2 separate regions of the Xenopus laevis genome follow, and region 1 is linked to region 2. Evidence: chromatin contacts called from public Hi-C data. All regions are on one chromosome and are shown on one strand. Each heading gives the region's core, a stretch centred on a gene start, on an enhancer-like site or on the middle of the called end of the contact. The rest is flanking DNA. Distances are from core to core; before and after follow the strand shown.

Region 1 (7,436 bases), core at 3,611-6,110, 100 kb after region 2:
AGTCAAAAGCGCCCATCCATACGAGGACCGTAGTTAAACTTTCATAAGCTGAGGAGAGCAATAGATCATCACAGCAAATTAAATGAAACACCAATGAAGTGCTTGGTTCGATGGGGAAAAGGAGATTAGTCCAATTCAAATTTTGAATGACAAGTGTGGAGCGGCATGTGAGGCGGAACCGGTGTGGGGTTAACTCGTTGGTGCCCAAAATAGTACAGTTCTGAATAACAAAGACGTGGGCTCTAAAGAAGGGGATATCCCCTAAATATATCCGGTGGACATTTGGATTCCGATGTTATGGTGGTATAACAATCACTATGTAGTTGTATGTGTCCCACCGCTCTGCAGCGATCGCTGCCCTGAGTAAGGAAATTACTGACCGTAGCAGATCACCTCCCACACCGGTTTGTGTAACAGTCCATACTCACATCCGTCTTCAGATATCACTTGTACCTCTGGTGCGCATCATCCCCAACGGGAAGGAGAGCAGAAGAACGCAATTCCCCTAGCAGCGCTGTACCTCGACAGCTGTTTCGCCGCTACCTGCGGCTTTGTAAAGTAAGTCGTCCCTATTAAGGGACAGAGCATATTGATATGCCCTGCGAAGGCAACGTGTTTTATAGCTCTTTTATTACTCAGCCCATGTTATGTAAAACTGTGTGAGAGTGACACCTGGAGAAATGGTGATGGTGATGGACTATGTTCCTTCCTGTGTCCTGTTTGCATGAAGCATAGGGTTGCTCTTATGGATATAAGTGATAGGACATCAGAACTTGCATGGCTCTATACCACTGATAAACATAGAATGATTTTGCACCCTAATCAAGCACAAAAAGGCAGGTGGTTCAGCAATAAAAAATTCTTTATCAAAGATTTATATGTAACAAACATTGCAACATATATATGTCACTAAATAATGACAATGTCCATCAAGGCCATGAAGATACATACCAACCAGTAATAAACAGCATATCAGTATGAAAGCAGATACTCTGAATAAGAGAATTACCCCAACATTTCAGCAAAAACGCCTCTGTCAGGGAGTTCCATGTTTGAACCTCCTCTTAGACTCTTCCTATTGTGTTCACGGGCTTTCATTACTACTTTCATGTACTTATTCCTGCCTGCTTCTACATGCTAACCACCTCCCACTCTTCCACGGAAAATGACAAGGACAATGTGCAAAACACATGTACGTGTTAATATGACTGGGTACTAATTTACCCGAATAAATTAACTGAATAAATGTACTGTTTAAGGTAAAAGGTTAACTAGTTGAAACTAGTTACCTGCTTCAGAGGAGTGAATGTCCTATACCAGAATAATAATGGTAATGGAGAGTGTGTGATATATAGAAAAAGCATTCCATGGAGTACACCTGCCATCCCTTTAAATAATAATAATGAATAATATATGGGACTGGATAATTATCATTATCTTAATAAATGGCCCTTTAATTGGAACTGACGATGGATCTGCGATGGTCCCTGTCAGTGTTTTTCAAATGAGGGATGGGCATGTCCTAAAGGTCCCTGCCAGAAGCACAGTCGGAGAGGGATAGCCAATCACAGCACTGCAGTCACACAAGCAAAAACAGACTTCAGTTTCCTATGAGGTCAGCCTAGCTGCTGATTGGTTATTATCCTACAGTGCAGTGCTGCCAGCTCCCCTGCACAGCCTGGGAAAGAAGGCAACAGAAAATTGAAGAGATGGGCAGGACTATTAATTTTTCTTTGCAGAAATTTTAATTTTCAATAAATCAACCTGAAATATTACTTTTTTGAGCACATCCTTTTATATTTAAAAAAATATAATGCACTGACACCTTCTTGTTTTTCACACAATATGTCCCCTTTAATTCGTGATATTGCATACTATTTCCTCCTTTGTGGGTAACTTCAGTGTTTTATATCTGGCTGTTACGTAGATCCTGTATGTGCTGGCTTATTATTTAATTTTTCAAGAGCACCAGAGCTTCTGGACGGTAGATATACCCAACATGTTTCAGGACCGTGTTTCACTTGACTGCTGGATCTGGAGTTCCGAAGCACATACAAAGGATCAAATTGTAAGTAGTAAGTAACTATTTAAAATTCAGCCAGGTTAGGTATGTTAAAAGATGAGAAAAATGAACTCTTATCTGAACCACTTCCTTTAATTTCTCATTCCTTAAGTGGAAGATGTTTGTCACCATCTCTTGTCCTTTCAACTCACAGCATGCTTCCTTGAGCTGATGCCCTCTTTCTTATTTGACTGGTGATTTCCTGTTCTTTCTCAGGGTCTCACCAGTTCCTACTTGAACTTTCCCCTCTTTCATTCAAGCATGCCTTTGTTAATTGTCAGAAAGGCTACACTTGACCTTTCTTGTCTCTCTGACTACTACTGACTCCCTCTTTCTGTTAGATACAAAACTCTGAAATATGATCTATAACTTGGATGGTATAACAGTGTCTACACATATTTAATTATAAGGACCCTCTGCAATCTGTTCAGCCTGCATTTTTTACTGGTTTAGACTTTTGCAAACATTCAAAAAACCTACAGTTTTTGCCAAAAAAAAACAAAAACATGGGTGACAAATTCATAGAGAAATGTTGTGTGCGCCATTGCACTAAGGCTTAATTGGAAGGCAATTACTATGGATTTGTTTACATGAAAAATGTAATTCCTGTGTAATTGTACACTATTTCACAATGATGTAGTATCAGGAACACAGGGCTGTCCAAAGTGGCTGGGCAAACATTGTACAAATACAAATATAGCAGTACCACACCTCGCCACATAGGTGAAACTCATAATTATATTATTAAACACTTTGTTGCATCTCTTAGGTTTTCAATATTACCACAATCATTCCCTGCAGATACATTTGCTTTATTTTTGGCATCTCCTCGTCAAGCCTTGCTGGATCATTTTAAGATGAAACAATAGGAAATTCTTCTCATTTGTCTCTTAATTTGGCTGCCATGTAACCATGCAACTGTGTAATATAATCCTTCAACATGTTTGTGAACATCCTGCAAGGAGCAAGTACAAAAGGCAGTTTGGGAGAACAGGATATCTATTCTGACATACGGAAACGCAGTACTGGAAAAAGAAAATGTGCACTGCAGCAAATGGAAACCAGTTTTGCAAGGCACATATTACATGCTTCATATTAATTGGATAATATATAATACAGCAGTTTTTTTAAAAATAACTTTTAAGTGGTTATTCTAATGCTTTAGGCTTGTTAAGGCTTATTTATAACACCATACAAAAAAGTGAAGCATTTCCAGCCTTTATCACTTCAGTGAATTAGGAGGATGGTAGAGAGCGACAGGGTGGGCATCTATTATCTCAAATTTTAAAAATTATTTTTAAACAGTGGTATAGATTCACTATACTTTTGCCAACAACATTTTGTGGTTGAGGCTCGGACCTCGAAAGGGTTAACTCTCTGAACCCTGCCCTTAAAAAGTCCCTGGTGACTGTTTAATTTGACTGTATGAAGTCAGTATTAAAGGGGGTGGTTTACGTTAAAGTTAACTTTTAGTATGTTATAGAATTGCCAATTCATTTCTTATTTTCTATAGTTTTTGAATTATTTGCCTTCTTCTTCTGACTCTTTCCAGCTTTCAAATGGGGGTCATCTAACAAATGCTCTGTAAGGCTACAAATGCATTGTGTTGCTATTTGAATTACTCAACTTTCTATTCAGGCCCTCTCCTATCCTCTTCCAATATCTTATTCAATCAATGCATGGTTGCTAGGGTCATTTGGAACATAGCAACCAGACGGCTAAAATGACAAACTGGAGAGCTGCTGAATAAAAAGTTACATAACTTAAAAACCACAAATAATAAAAAAATAAAACCAATTGCAAATTGTCTCAGAATATCACTCCCTTTGTCATACTAAACGTTAATTTAAAGATGAAAAACCTCTTTAAATATGTTTGAAAGGTAAGGGCTTAATGCCATCAAATCCATCTCATTTCTAAAATGGGAAACAAGAAGTATACCCATACTCCCTCTAGTGGTGACTTTTTATTAATACACTATACATACATGGGCACACATCCAGCAAAACCAAGTATGTGCCAAACAGTCTCCAAAGCAAAGTGTGGATCCATTACAACAACATTGTGGAGTTTTGTAAAGGCTGCGGTACCAATACACTCATACCTTCGGCAGCCTGTAATTATTTGCTGTTAAAAAGAGTTTTGTTTTTGTTAACATGGTTATATGTGTATTAGATCTAAACAAAGAACCCTGGTCTCCACATCTTGTTAAAAAAAAAAAAAAAGTCATGAAACTATTTTATAAATATCCTTTATGACTCCACTTGCATCTGTTCTGCAGCTGTTAGTGCGGCCGCCTGACCATCATAGAGCATACAGGGTTATGTGTAGAACTGCTTGCCGCAGCTGTGAGAAATGTATTGGTTCTTCTTTTTTTCCCCATCTTTGCTCCCCCCCCCGCCCTTACATATATGGGATGATAAAGATTAAATATAAGCAGAACAAGAACATGCTTTTAATAGCAGTGTAAATATTCATGCTAAATTCTGTGCCTTCCTCGGCAGCTGCGAAAACTATTTGCTCGCACAACCTGATCCAACCTGGCTCACAAAGCAGCCTGGGTAATTTCAGAGTTTTCATATAGATATTAACGCCATGTTCCCTCTTCTTCCCAGATATTTCTCCAGCCAAGTAAAAACAACAGTCACTTAGTTTTGTAAGGAACAGAGCCAAAGCATCAAGTGGATTACCCAGGCTCAGTCTGTCATGTCTATTCAGTAATCCAGTTAAGCTTCCATAGCAACCAGTGAAGAGTCAGCTTTAGGTGCAGTATTTGTACCCAAAAACAGAACTGTTGTAACAGTATTGTATACTTCTCCAGCATGAATCTATTGTTTTATTTTGCTTAATTGAAACTGTGGCCCTTAAAGGAGAAGGAAAGGCAAAAAACTATGCTACCTTCACTGTGTTCTCCATCCTTCCCCCTTCTGAAACGCTGCAGTTAAAATGCTTAAATCCGTGCTCAATCTGTGCACAAGCGCTTGGAAGTTTCTCCCGTTAAAGCAGTTTAGCGCCGCCATTTTAAATTTGAGCTTCTCTTCCGCATGCACTGCCTTCGTGACCCCGCTGACGTCACGTCAGTCAAAATAAAATCTGTATTTGACTTTATGGCTTAGTACAGACCTCAGTCAGACAGACCCGATCCTTGGCTGCCTTTTTGTATCGCCCCCCTTCCTAAGCTGCTGCGCTCGCTCACTGACAGATTGTAAATAATATCAGAGCAGCGCAGCAGCTTCAAAGCTTCCCCGGGAAGCTGCCTCAGCTATTGGCTTAGATTTATGAGGCGGGGCAGAGAGGTCAGCGATGACATGCGGCTGGGTCACGTGACCGTATCGTCATCGCAGCAAGGGGAAGAAAAAATAGTCTTGTGCGCATGCGCAGGGCACGGATTGAAGCTATTGCGCATGCGTGTGCCCTACTTGAACAGATTTCTTACAGAAAGAAAGGTAATCTTTTTCATACTTGTCTTTACTTTTTGAAAAATCGATTGGAGCAAAAATGTTGTTGGAAAAAGTAACAGGGGAATGCTTGCTGCAAACTATATGTACCATATATTGGCAACGCTTACAGCTAAAGTTTGTTTTTGCCTTTCCTTCTCCTTTAAGGACAGGCTTTCCCAGTCAGGCTTACTGGGTAGCACCCAATGACTTGGCATTTTGCCAAATGAGAGAAGTGCTGAGATTAACCCTTACATCCCACTGATACAGGCCTGGATTTGTGGAGAGGCCACCAAGGCCGGGCCTAGGGCGTCAGGATTTTAGAGGGCGGTATGCAGCCCAATCACACCCACATTGGTTCAGAAACACTAGGAATGTGCAGGAGATACAATATTTTTTTAAACTTCCCGTGCGCTAATCTCCATTGCTCAGAAAATTTGTGCGTAAAAGGGAGGGGACAGGGGCAACGAACGACAGCAGGCCTAGGGGGCCTCTATGTAAATCCAGCCCTGCACTGATATATCTCTGAATCATAGTTACTCTTTGGGCAACAGGTTCAAGGAACATTTTATAAACGACTGTCATTGCTCACTTTCAATTGTAAAAAACAAGATTCAATTAGTGCGATCATTGATGCATGTTCCAATACAAGTTGTGCTTGTGTTTTTGCACACGGCTGCTCTACTTGTAAATGATCTCTTTTGTCTTTATTACAGCAAATAAAATAGTTCAGGGACAAAACACCTTAGGGGTCATTTATCAACACTGGGCAGATTTGCACCTGTGCAGAAACCCACGGTAACCAATCAGATAATTTCGTTCACTGTTCAACCTGCAGCTGGCTGAAAAAAAGCTAATCACTGATTGGTAGCTATGGGTTACTGCCCAGGAGCAAATGTGCGGAGTGTTTATAAATGAGCCCCCTTGTGGGCTGTAAGCCTACAGTCATTTATAAAAACTGGGCAAAGTTTCAGATTTTTGGTTTCATTGATCTATCTGCAGATGAAAAAAAAGCTGGTCACTGATTGGTTGCTGTGGGTTAATGCTTAAGTTAACCTTATTGATTTACACAGAAATACACACGTTTGATAATTATTTATGACATGATCAATTATTCATGTGATATTGACACGAATGATTATTTTTATGTAAATTTCATCAAGGCTAGTCCCTCAAAATTATTTTCACACAATTAATTGATTTCCTGTTTTCTTTTAATTTTTCCACACATATCCCTATGTGGATTCGCGACATTAAAAGCTCCTCTTGGAGTTCTGCTCTTAAGGTCAAATATACTGCTAAGGTGCTATATGCAAATATATTTTTTACTAAGGTGTTTATAAAATGGCCTTGACTGTTTAGTTTGCAAAGTTGGACAAATGTGATTCAAAGTACGGAGGGTTTTGTTCCTGGGTGTGTAACTGGGTGTTTCTTGTCCTGACAACTGATCTTTAACATCTTTAGGCTAGGGCCACACGGGAAGATTTTGGGAGATTGGTCGCCTGGCGACTAATCTCCCTGAAATCTTCCCGTGTGGCCTAACCCTTAATCTCATGGAGTTGTTAAATCCATCATGATAAAAACAAGACCACCAACAACTCCATAGTAATTTCCCAGGAACTCAAAATGTGGGCACTATCATCCAGAACACTAGGGGTTATTTATCAACACTGGCCAAATTTGGCTGTGGGCAGTAAACCATAGCAACCAATCAGTTATTATGTCTTTTCAGCCAACTGCAAGTTGAACAATGAATGCAACAATTTGATTTGTTGCCATGGGTTACTGCCAGTGTTAATAAATAAGTCCCACTGTCTGTCACCACAAATATGTTCTGTAGATATTTTGTACTGTTATGTGCTGAACTGCCTTGTGCAGGGTCAGCTTCTCCTTCTAAGGCTAGTAGAAGGCGTCATTAGTTAAATGCAGATAAAATC
Region 2 (7,380 bases), core at 2,993-5,492:
TATGGGCCGAAACGTTATATATCTATATATATATCTATATATATCTATATATATATCTATATATCTATATATATATCTATATAAATATATATATATACAGTATATCTATCTATCTATCTATCTATCTATATATATATGTATATATATGTGTGTATATATATATATATATATATATATATATATATATATATATATATATATATATATATATATATATATATATATATATATATATGTGTGTATAGTCAATGGAGGAGTCGGCACTCACGACACAAGGTTCACAGTTGCCTGGGTGCAGTTTTCAAAATAAGATTCAATATTGTACAAATAAGGTCCGCACTCTCAGGATTTAGGAAAAATTAAGAATTTTATTCACATAGGAGACTGACGTTTCGACCTCAGATGCCTTTATCAAAGTACTGACAGAGATTACAGAAATGCTTTAAATACACAGAAATGGCGGGAACATTAGTCAAATTGGAATAGATGTGTCAGCATGGTCATCAGTATACGTCACATAATTAGTCTACAGTCTGAAAATCATCCCCATTGACTTGTCATAGTAAACGTGTGCCGAAGACAATAAACAGATTAGGGTAGTGCCACACCAGACTGATTATTGCCCTAGCGGATAAACACAGGCTGAGAATCAGCCCCTACATTTCACTCAGCCCCTGCGTTCCACTCAGCTTTTCTGCACCTGGAGCCACTGCATCTGCCCAGGTGCAGGAACACGGAGCTCCTGCATTTGAGCAGACACAATGTGGCAGTAGCCTTACAGGAATAGGTAGATAGAGCATATTAAATCATGAATTGTATTTCTTTGTTTTTTTTTTTTAAAGGAGAAGGAAAACTAGCCAAGCAATTTATTGCCAATAGATTAGCCACAATAGTGCAAGCTATAACGCTATATTTATTCTGCAGAATGCTTTAACATACCTTAGTAAACAGCTTTACAATCTATCTTGTTTGTTTAGGCTAGCAGTCACCATATTAGCTTGGTGTGACATCACTTCCTGCCTGAGTCTTTCTCTGCTCACTCATAGCTCTGGGCTCAGATTACAGCAGGGAGGGGGAGAGAGAAGCAAACTGAGCATGCCCAAGCCCTGGAGGTTTATGCTGAAAACAAGTATGAGACAGAAGCCCATGTGTACACAATGGAGGGACAGAAATGTGGTGTTTCTTTTGACAGAAGACTCAGGGCAGCATTACTTTGAGGGTTTATTTGTGTATTTATATAGACCTTTCTGATAAAGAGTACTTAATTTTAGCCTTTCTTTCTTATTCAAGGCTTCTACTGAAACCTATCATTATTAAGTCAGCTGTGTCAATTTCTGTTAGCCCTTCATTGACTCTCATTGCATCTATAAGTCAAATGCCTTGAAAAGGCATCTCTATACTTGAAAAGAGAAAAAGGCACCTATGTATAAACATTGCAATGCAAGCTCAACAAATAGGCTTATGTAAAAAAAAAAAAAAAAAATGACTCGTTTAAAAAATTTGTATTTTTTCCCGTATTCTTTTTAATTGGAGATCTTTAACCTATGGGTCAGAACCCTATGATGTTGAGAAGAGAATCCAAGACTTTATTTTGGGTTGCTTTCTCCAACAAATAATCTATGTGCCCAAAGGAAACATAGATTACACATACAGAAAAGATAACACATACAAACTTTGTGTCATCTGTTCAATTTACATTCTCTATAAACAATGTTATAGAACATGTTGTTCATCTCCTATCGTTACAACAACAAATACACTGCATTGGGGCTCATTGCATGAATAGACCGAACGCAGATTCAGTCTAAGGGAAGTTTGGGTTGTCATTTCTTCATTTCACGGAGCATTGTCCTGCAGTATTCCTTTAGCTTGGCATTTATGTACAGTTTGGTCTTAAAATTTACATAAGCCAAATCTGAAGTAATTTTCCATATTCAGCACAAGACCAATTTATTGAGCTCACGTTGAAAAAATTTTTTAACTTTTGTCAATAGTTTTGTCAATAAAATTAGCAAACATACAATTGGAAATGCCATTTAAATTGTTTTTTTGAAGCTCTAGCTTTGAAGTGAATATTTAGTTAGTTTATGCTGCAACGGTTGTAACTGAAAGCATCTTTAGCAGAGCTGCGGAGAACCTGAAATACTGTAACCTTTCCAAAGATGAGCCTCACCCTGGCCTGTAGCAAGTTACAACTCTAAATTTAAAAAAAAGAGCCTTTCATTAGACAAGTCCCGTAACCTGTTCAATTAGTAAGTTGCCTTTGCTGTGACTTGCATCTGCCCAATACATGCTGGCAATGGAACATTACATACCAGAGGCCATGAAAAGAATCTGCAGAGTAGTTCATAAGAATGCTCTGGGAACTAAATGGTTCTCTTTGATTCTCTCAGCATAAACATTGTGCAGAACTTTGTTTGATCGATGGATCTTCATGTAGAACATAATGTACATGCCCTTATACAAGAGATATAATTAACACAATGCCCCCACATAATGTGCTCCCCCATACAAAGAGGACAGATCGATCAGCAGTGTTGGTTCTCAACAACTTCTAAACTGTCAGTTTCCCCTGGGAAAGGACAAAGACATCACCCTGTTGGCACATTTTTCAAAGTTTGCTTTATCAAGGCTGGAATCTGGGATAGACCTTCACCCTGGGCTTGTTTTTCCTACAGACTTATAAGTAACCTTATGCAGAAGTATTCATTACACCCACTGGGTCCATACATCTATCAAAGTGTTTCTCTTATTTGCCACAAGGGTGACAGTCCAGTGGTAGCTAACTTCAGAGTGCTCTCACTTACAGGGGAACCATAGCGAAAATGAAAATGTACTTAAAGTGGTTTTTGAATGTCTTTGTTGATTCTAACATCCTTATTTATGCGAGATATGCAGCACTGTACAAAAATAGCAAACAGTACTAGACCAATACAGAACGAAACAGTAAAATTAGAGCTAACAGTTGAAAGGGATGGGGAATAAAATAAAACTTTTTTAACAAACTGATGATAATTTTTAATGGTATGCTAATTTGTGGGGGTGTATCCAATAGACGTCTTTTTACGATGTTAAAGCATTGAAAGTTTTGGAGGGCAGAGTAGATTCTGAAAGTTGCAGAAATTTCAGAGACAAGCGAACAAATGAGGGGTTACTAATTTTAATCGGGTTGAAAAAAGACAAAGTCCATCAAGTTGATGATCAAAGTGTGAAGAGAGACACACAATCTGTTCTCAAATGAGGAGGAAAAGTCATGTGGAGTAAAACATATTTAAAAGGAAAGTAAATCTCTAAAGTAGTAATAAACTTCAGTTTCAATATATTTTCTATTTTTAGTATATTTGATAACATGGAGGTCAACTACCTAGTCTATATGTACTGTAATGCACAACAGTCAGCAAGTGATGTTGAACTCTGAAGTTTAATAATTTGACTGTAATCTTGACTATTCGCCTCCTAAAAACCTGCCAAATTGCTGTTTAAGCCAATGGGAGTGAGGTCCAGGGATCAATTTGGAGTTGTTTGCAGCCTTCCTGATTTTCTTCACGTTTTTTTGGGTGAAAAAAAACTCAATTTGACTCAGCTTGACAAAGAGCCGTGCGAGGCTCGAAACGTTGCTATGCTGCCCTGCTGTATGTAAATAAAGGCAATTTTTACTTTATCCTGGAGTGCTGCCCTTCTCTTCTCTGATTCCTGTGGCTCAGTGTGGAAGGACACTACGGGAGGTGCACCGAAGCAATTGAGGAAATCAACCAGGTGTGTGCCCCTCAAACCCCTTTGGAACTGAAAAAAAAACTCAATTTGTTTCCGAATTTTTGGGTTGATTCAATTCATCCCAGATTTAAAAATTTGATTTTATTAATAAATTTCGATTGGTTGAATTTTAAATTTATGGGAGTTTTTAAAAAATTCGACCTTTGATAAATGTGGCTCTTAATCTCTAAACATTTCATTTATTACTATTTATATTGCTTGTACTTTCTGTCCAAATTGTAAAATTGTACAGAGTTGCATATGCTAGCAGCTCTATAGAAATAGAATTGTACATAGATAGACGCATTCAGCATGGGGCTAGTGAATCTGGCACACCTGTTTTTCTACTTTTTTTTATATAGCAGAAATCTGTGTTGACCATAAATAACAAACATTCATGTGCAGATGTTGTGCTTTTCTGCTTGTTCTGTCCCCTTTAAAACTGACCTGTTTCAAGCAATGTGTAGTGATTGCTGTACACAGTGAGCAGCAGGTGCATTATTGTATTTCGGCCTTCAAACAGTGGTCAGACCAGCCAAGCCGAGGCTAAATAGCACCTATAGTGACAATTATTTCTTCATGGTGTCAGCTTTCAGCCAACTCTTTATAAAGCTCTGAAACCTCATCCCATTACCTGATAAACAGATCAGTGTTTTAAATTGGTGTATATAGAAAAAATATATAATGATTATATGCTATGTTTTTCATTAAGAAAATGTGTCACGACAGGTACATAATATTTTCTCAGGGGAAGTCTACTTTTTTTTTTTTCGTTTTTACTTCCCGTTGTTTGCCACAGGTGACTGCAACTTCCTGCAGCAAACAGATCAAAAGCATAGGTGCTTCTACAACTACTGCTGAGAGTTATTATTCACAGGGAATGTAGGGTTACAAGTCAAACACTTACATTAACTTTTAATGTGTTAAAGATGGACCTATTATAAGCAACTTTTCCATAGGAAAGCCTCCCAACCAGTTGTTTAAGGCTTATATCACATCTTCTCTGTCAGTTGTTAGTCATAAAATACACACTTGCATATTTTTAGGCCAAAATACACACTGTATACAATGAAGACACATGCGTAACTTTAGCCTAAGGGTCAGGGCACACGCTCAGATTCGTCGCCCGGCTTCTTCGCTCCTCTTCTTTGGGGCGACTAATCTCCCTGAACGGTCTCCTGTTGGCTAGAATGTAAAGCGCTGGCTGGGTGGCACTAGGAGCGCTTAGTTTTCCGAAGTCGTCCAAAGTTGCCAGAAACTTCAGAAAATGAAGTGCTCCGGGTGCCATCCCGCTGGCAATTTACATTCTAGTCGACAGGAGGCAGTTTGGGGAGATTAGTCCCCTTGAAGAAGAGGGGATTTGTCGCCGGGCCCTTAACTGCACCCCGCAGAAGAGGAGATTTGTTGCCGGACCCTTAACTGCACTATACTAAAAGATAACTTTAAAGCAACAGTAACAGAAAAAATGAAAGTGTTTTAAAGGAATCACAATATAATGTACTGTTGCCCTGCACTGGTAGAACTAGTGTGTTTGCTTCAGAGACACTACTATAGTTTATATAAACAATCTGCTGTGTAGCCATGGGGGCAGCCATTTAAGCACAGCAGATAACAGATAAGTTCTGTAGAATCCCATTGTATAGTACAGAGTTTATCTGTTACCTGCTGTGTATCCTGTGCCTTTTCACCTTTTTCAGCTTTGAATGGCTCCTCAGTGTTTATATAAACTATAGTAGAGTTTCTGAAGTAAACACACCAGTTTATCCAGTGCAGCACAACAGTACATTATAGTTTAATTATTTTAAGGGTGGTGGCAGACAGGGAGATTAGCCGCCTATCGACAAATCTTCTCTACTGCGGGTGACTAATCTCCCCTAAATGCCTTCCTTCCGGCAAGAATGTGAATCACCGGCAGGATGGCATACGAAGTGCTTCGTTTTTCCAAAGTTGCCTCACGAGGAACTTCAGGCGACTTCGGAATTCCGAAGAGATACGTATACCGTCCCACCAGCGATTCGCACTCTTGCTGGCAGGAAGGCATTTCAGGGAGATTAGTCACCTACACCCCGTCTGCCACTACCCTAAAAGTCTTCCATTTTTTGGTGTTCCTGTTCCTTTAAGGTGAACTACACCTTTAACTAAAAGGCATACTATGAATTCTACAAACATATTCCCAGTGAATCCCACACCTGACTGGATTCAATTCTTCATGTATATGCAATTATATTTAAGCCATTATTATGGAAAACTCCAGAACAATGCATTGTTAGCATTCTGAAACAAATTGATTCTCAAACCAAAAATAGATTCCATGCTTGCAGAAACATGAATATGGTAACAGGCCACTGTATGCCGACTATTGTTTCAGGTTACTATCCTAATGAAACAGGAAAATACTTGAACAAAGATTAACATGATGAATGCTCTTACATTGCAGTAACAACTGTTTGGGTTTAAAGAGTTCATAAGTGATATATGTTACCTGGGAGAATCTCTGTGTCGGATATGCTGGGGTAAGTAGTCTCCTCCATGGTGATAGACAAGTCAAATCCAGAATCATCCTCTTTAAGAGAATCAGTGACTTCAGAGTCCTGGACAGAATTCTCCTTATCTTGGGGTGCATCAGTGCTTAAACCATTTACAGATTCTGTCTCCAATAACCCAGATACGATGCAAGCCTCACACTCCACATCCACTGCTCCATTGGGACCTTCCAATGAATAGACATTGATGTGCACTTCCTCAGATAAAGGAATGTCTGTATGATAGTTAGAATTCAGAATTTGCTGGGCTGTTTCTACTTCTTTTGCATCTGAAGTTAGAAGTTTTTCCAAATCATCTGAGTGCAAGGATTCCTCACTTTCACTACTTGTAGATGCTGTATCTGAAGCAGAGTCACCATTGAGCAATGATTCCTCAGCGATAGGGTGAAGACATACCCTAGTGATGGTCACCAGCTCAGAATCCTCCCCATCTTTATCATAAGCGGGCAATGACTCCTTGCTATCAACTCCCCTAGGCTCCTCTTTTTCAGAAGTAGCAAGACATGTCTCAGATTCCAATACATTATCAGATGGGTTTACAAAAGTCATTTTTACTCCAGTTTCTTCTGTTGACTCTGAGACACATTCCTTATCTGTGGACTCCTTCAGGTCTACTGTGTTACACAGAGTTGTATTTTCCTCAATCTCTGCAGCAAGACTTTCAGTGCAATCACAGCACTGCAATGGCAGTTCATTTCCCCAATCAGTGTCACACTGGAAAACATCTGAAATAGGTAATGTTTCATCTTGACCCCCATCTTTAAATGTTTCGCAGAGCATCACGTTTGGTTCAGGCTCTGCCTGATCTTCTACACCGGTGTTGACCTGCAACTGCTCTCTGCTTTGCTTGCACGCTGGAGTGGTTTTCTGCATTTCAGTGTTTGCATTACTATTCAGAGTATCTTCTGCTGCTAATACTTCCTGCTTTTGCAGAGAATCATAATTACTAAGCAGAGAGGGAGTGTCAAAGACTTTATTACACTCTCCAGTACACACAGACTGATCTTCCTCCTCCTGCACTGATGCAGAGTGGCCAGCAGGTGGAAGCTTAGTCTCTTCTTGCAGACAGTCAGTTTGTTGTTGT

What was found. A called contact is a pair of places that touch in the nucleus more often than the background predicts.
Region 1: a contact with region 2 is called in a Hi-C map of animal cap, with 6 times the contacts expected there. The contact joins the promoter of LOC108711469 here to the enhancer-like site in region 2. A contact is called at or near these places in 2 of 4 Hi-C or Micro-C datasets (the XL177 cell line and animal cap).

The regions. Positions count from the first base shown.
Region 1 is chr3L:117,710,751-117,718,186 of Xenopus_laevis_v10.1, forward strand. It overlaps LOC108711469 (synaptic vesicle glycoprotein 2B), which reads left to right and starts at 4,861. Exons shown (of 13, transcript XM_018253239.2): 1 at 4,861-5,508.
Region 2 is chr3L:117,610,374-117,617,753 of Xenopus_laevis_v10.1, forward strand. It overlaps akap13.L (A-kinase anchor protein 13), which reads right to left. Exons shown (of 39, transcript XM_041586857.1): 6 at 6,236-7,380. Among protein-coding and RNA genes, the nearest start is that of akap13.L, 86 kb to the right of the region's middle. Within about 2 kb of position 4,243, at least 1 of the 7 cell types and tissues checked has an H3K27ac peak or open chromatin away from gene starts, as enhancers often do. A contact at or near this core is called in animal cap, where this site is marked.